Linked DNA regions of Mus musculus: region 1 is linked to region 2. The links are chromatin contacts, called in public Hi-C maps. All regions are on one chromosome and are shown on one strand. Each heading gives the region's core, a stretch centred on a gene start, on an enhancer-like site or on the middle of the called end of the contact. The rest is flanking DNA. Distances are from core to core; before and after follow the strand shown.

The links. A called contact is a pair of places that touch in the nucleus more often than the background predicts.
Region 1: a Hi-C map of bone marrow-derived macrophages shows a contact between it and region 2, with 20 read pairs. The contact joins two enhancer-like sites. A contact is called at or near these places in 1 of 15 datasets of contacts at CTCF or cohesin (the NIH/3T3 cell line), 2 of 484 Hi-C or Micro-C datasets (the P5424 cell line and bone marrow-derived macrophages), 3 of 115 datasets of contacts at active chromatin or transcription factors (the NIH/3T3 cell line, embryonic basal ganglia and vascular smooth muscle cells) and 1 of 9 other capture datasets (embryonic stem cells).

The regions. Positions count from the first base shown.
Region 1 is chr14:79,078,159-79,080,917 of GRCm38.p6, forward strand. The region is part of intron 26 of Vwa8 (von Willebrand factor A domain containing 8); the gene reads left to right. Among named protein-coding and RNA genes, the nearest start is that of Gm30970, 56 kb to the right of the region's middle. Within about 2 kb of position 1,308, at least 2 of the 459 cell types and tissues checked have an H3K27ac peak or open chromatin away from gene starts, as enhancers often do. A contact at or near this core is called in bone marrow-derived macrophages, where this site is marked.
Region 2 is chr14:78,676,612-78,679,376 of GRCm38.p6, forward strand. The region is part of intron 2 of Dgkh (diacylglycerol kinase, eta); the gene reads right to left. Among named protein-coding and RNA genes, the nearest start is that of Gm30716, 27 kb to the left of the region's middle. Within about 2 kb of position 1,435, at least 116 of the 459 cell types and tissues checked have an H3K27ac peak or open chromatin away from gene starts, as enhancers often do. A contact at or near this core is called in bone marrow-derived macrophages, where this site is marked.

The DNA of each region.
Region 1 (2,759 bases), core at 58-2,557, 400 kb after region 2:
ATTGACCAAGGAGCCCATCTGATTGATAGGTACAGATATTATTATTCTGATTGATCAATTTCAGTCAAGAGCACCAAAGTAATACAAGCCCTTTACACTGTTCTGTTACTTCTGGCTCTGGCTTCCATGGTTATCAGAGACTCTCCAAGCCATTAGACCTTAAGATCAGTCCTTTCTTTAGAAGTGAAAACATTAATACTGAGATATTAGCTGGCACTCATTACAATTTTGCATAGGTAGTTAGCAAAGAACCAGGACCAAGTCCCAGATACCTTTACATTCACCAATACTATGCTAAGAAAGAAATTAATGAATCTCCTTGTGTTTCTCCTTCCGTATTTGGAGAACAGTAAACTTGGGAGAACAATTGAAGGATACAGTTTGTTCCCCAAACTAGAAGAGCAAGGAAGAGCCTACTCTAGGAGATCTGCCCTGTTCATGTAGAAACACTTTTTATTACTTTATTTAAAAGAACACATCGGGCTAGTGAGATGGCTCAGTAGGTAAGAGCACCCGACTGCTCTTCTGAAGGTCCAGAGTTCAAATCCCAGCAACCACATGGTGGCTTACAACCATCCATAATGAGATCTGACTCCATCTTCTGGAGTGTCTGAAGACAGCTACACTTACATATAATAAATAAATAAATCTTTTTTTAAAAAAAGAATCATGTTGTCCACCATTAAAAAAATAATAATAAAAGAACACATCATAGTCTTCTAGTTCAGCATGGACCCAGCCACCTCCCACTCTCAATCAAGGTCATGGCCTGGGTACTTAAATGTATTTTATTAATTTGTTCAGATTTATCTGAATATTCTTATTGATTTATATGAGGAGGCAGTGGCCATGGAGATCAGAAAGGGGGGCATTGTATCCCCTAGAGCTGAAGTTGGAGGTGATTGCAAAGGAGGTGGGAATCTAACTCTGGTCCTTTGTAAGAACAGCATGCGCTCTTAACTTCTGTGTATCTCAGTTCCCTAAAATATATTTTAGAAAACATATTCCAATGTGCCTTTTTAAGCAAGATATGACACAGGGTCATATGCCTTGGAAGACACTCATTATAAGGTCCCTTTCTTCCTCCCAAGTTTCACCAGGTCAAAAAGTGTACTCAGCCAGAGCATTTAGTTCCTTATTGCAAAGAGTGATCAAAGCTTTATAGTTTTCCTAAGCTTATGGAAATGCATATCAGACTATAACTTTGCTGAAAACAAAATAACTTGGAAGTACAAATATGTACTGTGTGAATGATCACCATACTCAGTGTAAACATATTTTGATTTTTTTGGCCACATAGAGAACTTTGAACTCTGAGTCTTGTTGTTGTACCATGTGATGAATATGAAATATAGTTAAATGAAAATGACAGATCCTTGGTCCCACTTGGTAAAGATTCAAGTGGAAAGTTTTATGACTAGGAAGTAGAAGTTTTAGTCTCAGGTTTGCCTGACATTTTATTCTTTATTGCTGCCATATTTGCTTTAGTATAGGAATTGCTTCACTTAAAAACTGCTTAAGCAGCCGGGCAGTGGTGGTGCACGCTTATTAATCCCAGCACTCGGGAGGCAGAGGCAGGCGGATTTCTGAGTTTGACACCAGCCTGGTCTACAAAGTGAGTTCCAGGACAGCCAGGGCTACACAGAGAAACCCTGTCTCAAAAAAACAAAAACAAAGAAAAATGCTTAAGCCAGATGCTGTATTGCATGCCTGTAAGTCTAGCACTTGGGAGGCAGAGGTAGAAGGAATGCCACAAGTTAGGGGCAAGCCTGGTTTTACATAGTGTCTTCTAGGCCAACCAGGGCTATACATAAGATCCTGTCTCAAAAAAAGAAATGAAAATTGATCTAGCAGGGCAGAGTGTCACATGGCTATGGTGTTAACACTTGGAAGACTGAGGGAGCCATTTCAAGGCCAAGCTAATCTACATAGTGACATCCCGTCTCAAAACAAACAAAAAAATGTGTTTCTTTAAATAAATCAAATAGGAAGCAATTCTGTCAGCAGTCAGGGTAGTAGCTTCCTAGTTAGCAGTGAAATGTGGTCTCCAGGGGGTTCTGGATCCTGGTCTTAATTCCTGGTTACATGGGTATCTTTAGCACTAGGTAACACATTTATGTGAGTATGTCTGTATATATTTTACATATTAATCGCCAAAGTACAGCCTGTGAGCTTTGTTCTCTATGACCTTCCAACAAAGGTCTAAAACTAATGTACCTTGGTTACTACTTGATCAAAATGTAAAAGAACAGGTTGAAAATGAAAATGAATTGCTCCAGTTTCCTTTAAGCCTTCCTATACTCTACCAGGAATCCGCATGTAAAGTTACTACACATTGTATCGACTCCAGTGGAAAATGTTTCACCTTAAGAATAGTCACCATTAAGGTGAACTGGGACAGGGTCTTACTTTCAGAGTGTCTAAAGTGCAGTGTCTTTCATCCTAATGTACATTCTAAACACGATGTTATAGACTGCATTCTAAGTGACTTATGGAGCCATACAAAGCATTCTTCCTGTGCATTGTGCTCCTGGTGATAGCTGGCAGAATGTGTTTCCTGCTGGCTGCTTTTATGCCAACTTGATGCAAGCTATAAAGTCATCTGAGAGGAGGGGACCTCAGTTGAGAAATGGCCTCCATAAGTTCAAGCTGTAGGCAAGCCTGTAAGGCATTAAAATTAGACATTAATGGGAAAGGGCCCAGAACATTGTGAGTGAGGCCATCCTTTGATGGCTGATCCTGGCAGTACCCTTCCATGG
Region 2 (2,765 bases), core at 185-2,684:
CAAGAATGAGGACTGACTTAGTGCAGCCACACAGTGGCAGTGTGGACAGCTGAAAGCCAGCCCACTAGAACAGACGATCCCCGAAGGACTCAATACCTCACAGCACCAGGTACCTCTCGTGCCGGAGCAAGGAACTAGGTGAAAGTCTGATTTAGGGGATAGGGGAGTTTTGGGATAGCATTTGAAATGTAAATGAAGAAAATATCTAATAATATATATATATACATATATGTATATGTATATATATAAAGAAAGAACGAACCTCTGTCTTCCTCCTCCCTCACCAGCACCCGCCCTCCCCACTCCTCTTTTCTTCAGCTCTGCTTTGCCCCAAATGTCTGTCTCCCACAGCAGAACAAGGCTGGGGGCTTATTCTGGAGAGAGCTGAATGGAGAGAGTCTAGAATAAAAGACTCAGAAGTAACTAGAGGCAGAGGAGTAGTGCTGTGTAAGTGTGAATAAGCCAGTACCCTGGACTTGCTATATAACAAACCTTCAAGATGACGGTAGCCAGGATTGCAATTTGCTATTGGAAAGCCCTTTGGGACCTGACAAAGCCAAGGGCGGAGATGTCAGGGGTTGTCAAGGAAAAGCCTAGTCAGGTTATAGAATGAAACACCTGCACCTCAAACAGCTTCAGAGGTCCAGCTTCAGGGGTGGTGGTTCTACAAGTAAGTGTGTGTGTGTGTGTGTGTGTGTGTGTGTGTGTGTAGGTCCAGCTTCAGGGGTGGTGGTTCTACAAGTAAGTGTGTGTGTGTGTGTGTGTGTGTGTGTGTGTGTGGTGTGTTTAGTGTGTCTGTCTGTGTTTACTTCTCTATGCGTCTGTGTGTGTGTCTGTGTTTATTTCTCTATGCGTCTGTGTGTGTGTCTGTGTGTGTAGTGTGTATGTGTCTGTGTGTTTCTGTGTGTAGCATGTGTGTCTGTGTGTGAAGTGTGTGTCTCTCTGTGTGTGTATAATGTGTGTGTGTAGTGTGTCTGTAGTGTGTGTGTCTGTGTGTATGTCTCTGTGTGTGTAGTGTGTGTATAGTGTGTAGTGTCTGTGTGTGTGTGTGGGTGTGTGTCTGTGGGTTCCATATCCATTGAGTCAACTGACCACAAGTTGAAAATACTCTGGGGGGGAAAAAAAGCATTTTTAACTGAACTTAAAATGGCCACTCTTTTGTCACTGTTCCCTAAACAGCCACTACTCACATACCATTCATTAACACCCCGTGATAGATATGAGTAATGAAGAGATGGTCAAAAGCTCATAAAAGGGAGTGCCTGGGTTAACATTCTATAACATTCACATTTTATAACATACATTTGATCTTCTGCAGACCACTTTTTTTTTCCTTTGCATCCTTTAGGGAGCATTAAAACCAAGCCCACATAGATGCTGAAGTATGATAACCATCGCAGGAAGCCCTGTGTGCACACACACAAATGTTTGTATATTTACCCAAAGGGAAGTGAAAATACAATAGAAAGGTTGCAAAATAAAGTCAAGAACTCTCCTAGGAAGCACAATGAAAAGGGAAACATGCTAGAAAATGGGGAGTTGGGGAGAGACTGGGAAGGAACACGCAATGACAAATCCAGGAGGGCCAACGTCCAAACAATGGTAATACCACACAGAATAAGGAGAACAAACAGAAGGAAGAAATAACTCAAGATGATTTCCCAGAACTGAGCCCTGAATGGGGAGAAGCCCACACAGTGGATGAAAATAAACCCACACTGTGAATTCTGCTGTGAAGTTACAGATCCCTGAGGAGCAGAGAAGATCCTGAACGCTTCCAGAGAGGAGGATGGGGGAGGCGCTCCGTGGCTTCACACAGCCAGCCTGCACTGGCTTTCTCCGTGCTGGGAGCTAGACAGCAGCAGAGAGTGGCTTCAGGGTTGCTACAGTGCTCTGAGCAGAGGCAGCTTCCCACTGAGCAGGGTTTTGTTTGTTTGTTTTCCTTGTCTAACAGCATGCTTTCCACTTCCTGCTTTCTTCTCCTTCTTTACTGGCATGCATCCTGACGACAAGTTCTTTCAAGCTTAAACCCATTTGAGAGAAAAGTCAGTGTAAGAGGAAATGTTATCTTCAAACATGGAAGCCCACAGTACACGGCTCCCTCTTACCAGAGGCTCAAGCCATTGAGCCTCAGTAGGTTTGGCATTCTTCCTTTCCCAGATAATTCCTTCAACTCCATCTCCAATAGGCTCCCACCTTAAAAATCCTATTAGGAACATCCTCTCCCAGGAAGACAGCAAGCTTGTCCAGTGTGTAAATCCCACAGAGCCTTGAAGGCTATGCAGTACATTGTATCTCTATAACCGAGAAGAGAAAGAGCTGGCAGGACCGGAGAGACCGAGCAGTTCACTTCATCAATAAGATACATATTAGTTACTTTCTAATGCTGTGATCAAACACCTGATAAGAAACAGCATAGGCTGGGAAATGGTTTTTTTTAGCTCACAGATTAAGCAATACATCCATCCTAGCAAGGAAGGCGGGTGTGGAAGCTTGACATACTGGCCACACAGCCCGGACAGTCAGGAAGCAGAAAGGAGACAGGAAGTAGAGCCAGGCTATGAGTCCTCAAGGCCCACCACAGAGACCTACTTCCTCCAGAGTAGCCCCACCTCCTCAGGTTCCACCACCTTCCCCTCCAATGACACCAGGTGAAAACCCAGTAACCAAATGTGAGAACCTGAGGGGAACGTTCCATATTCAAACCACAGCAGGATCTGAAGAGACTCTGACTTCTGAAAAAAAGGTTTACTTGTGATCTCAAA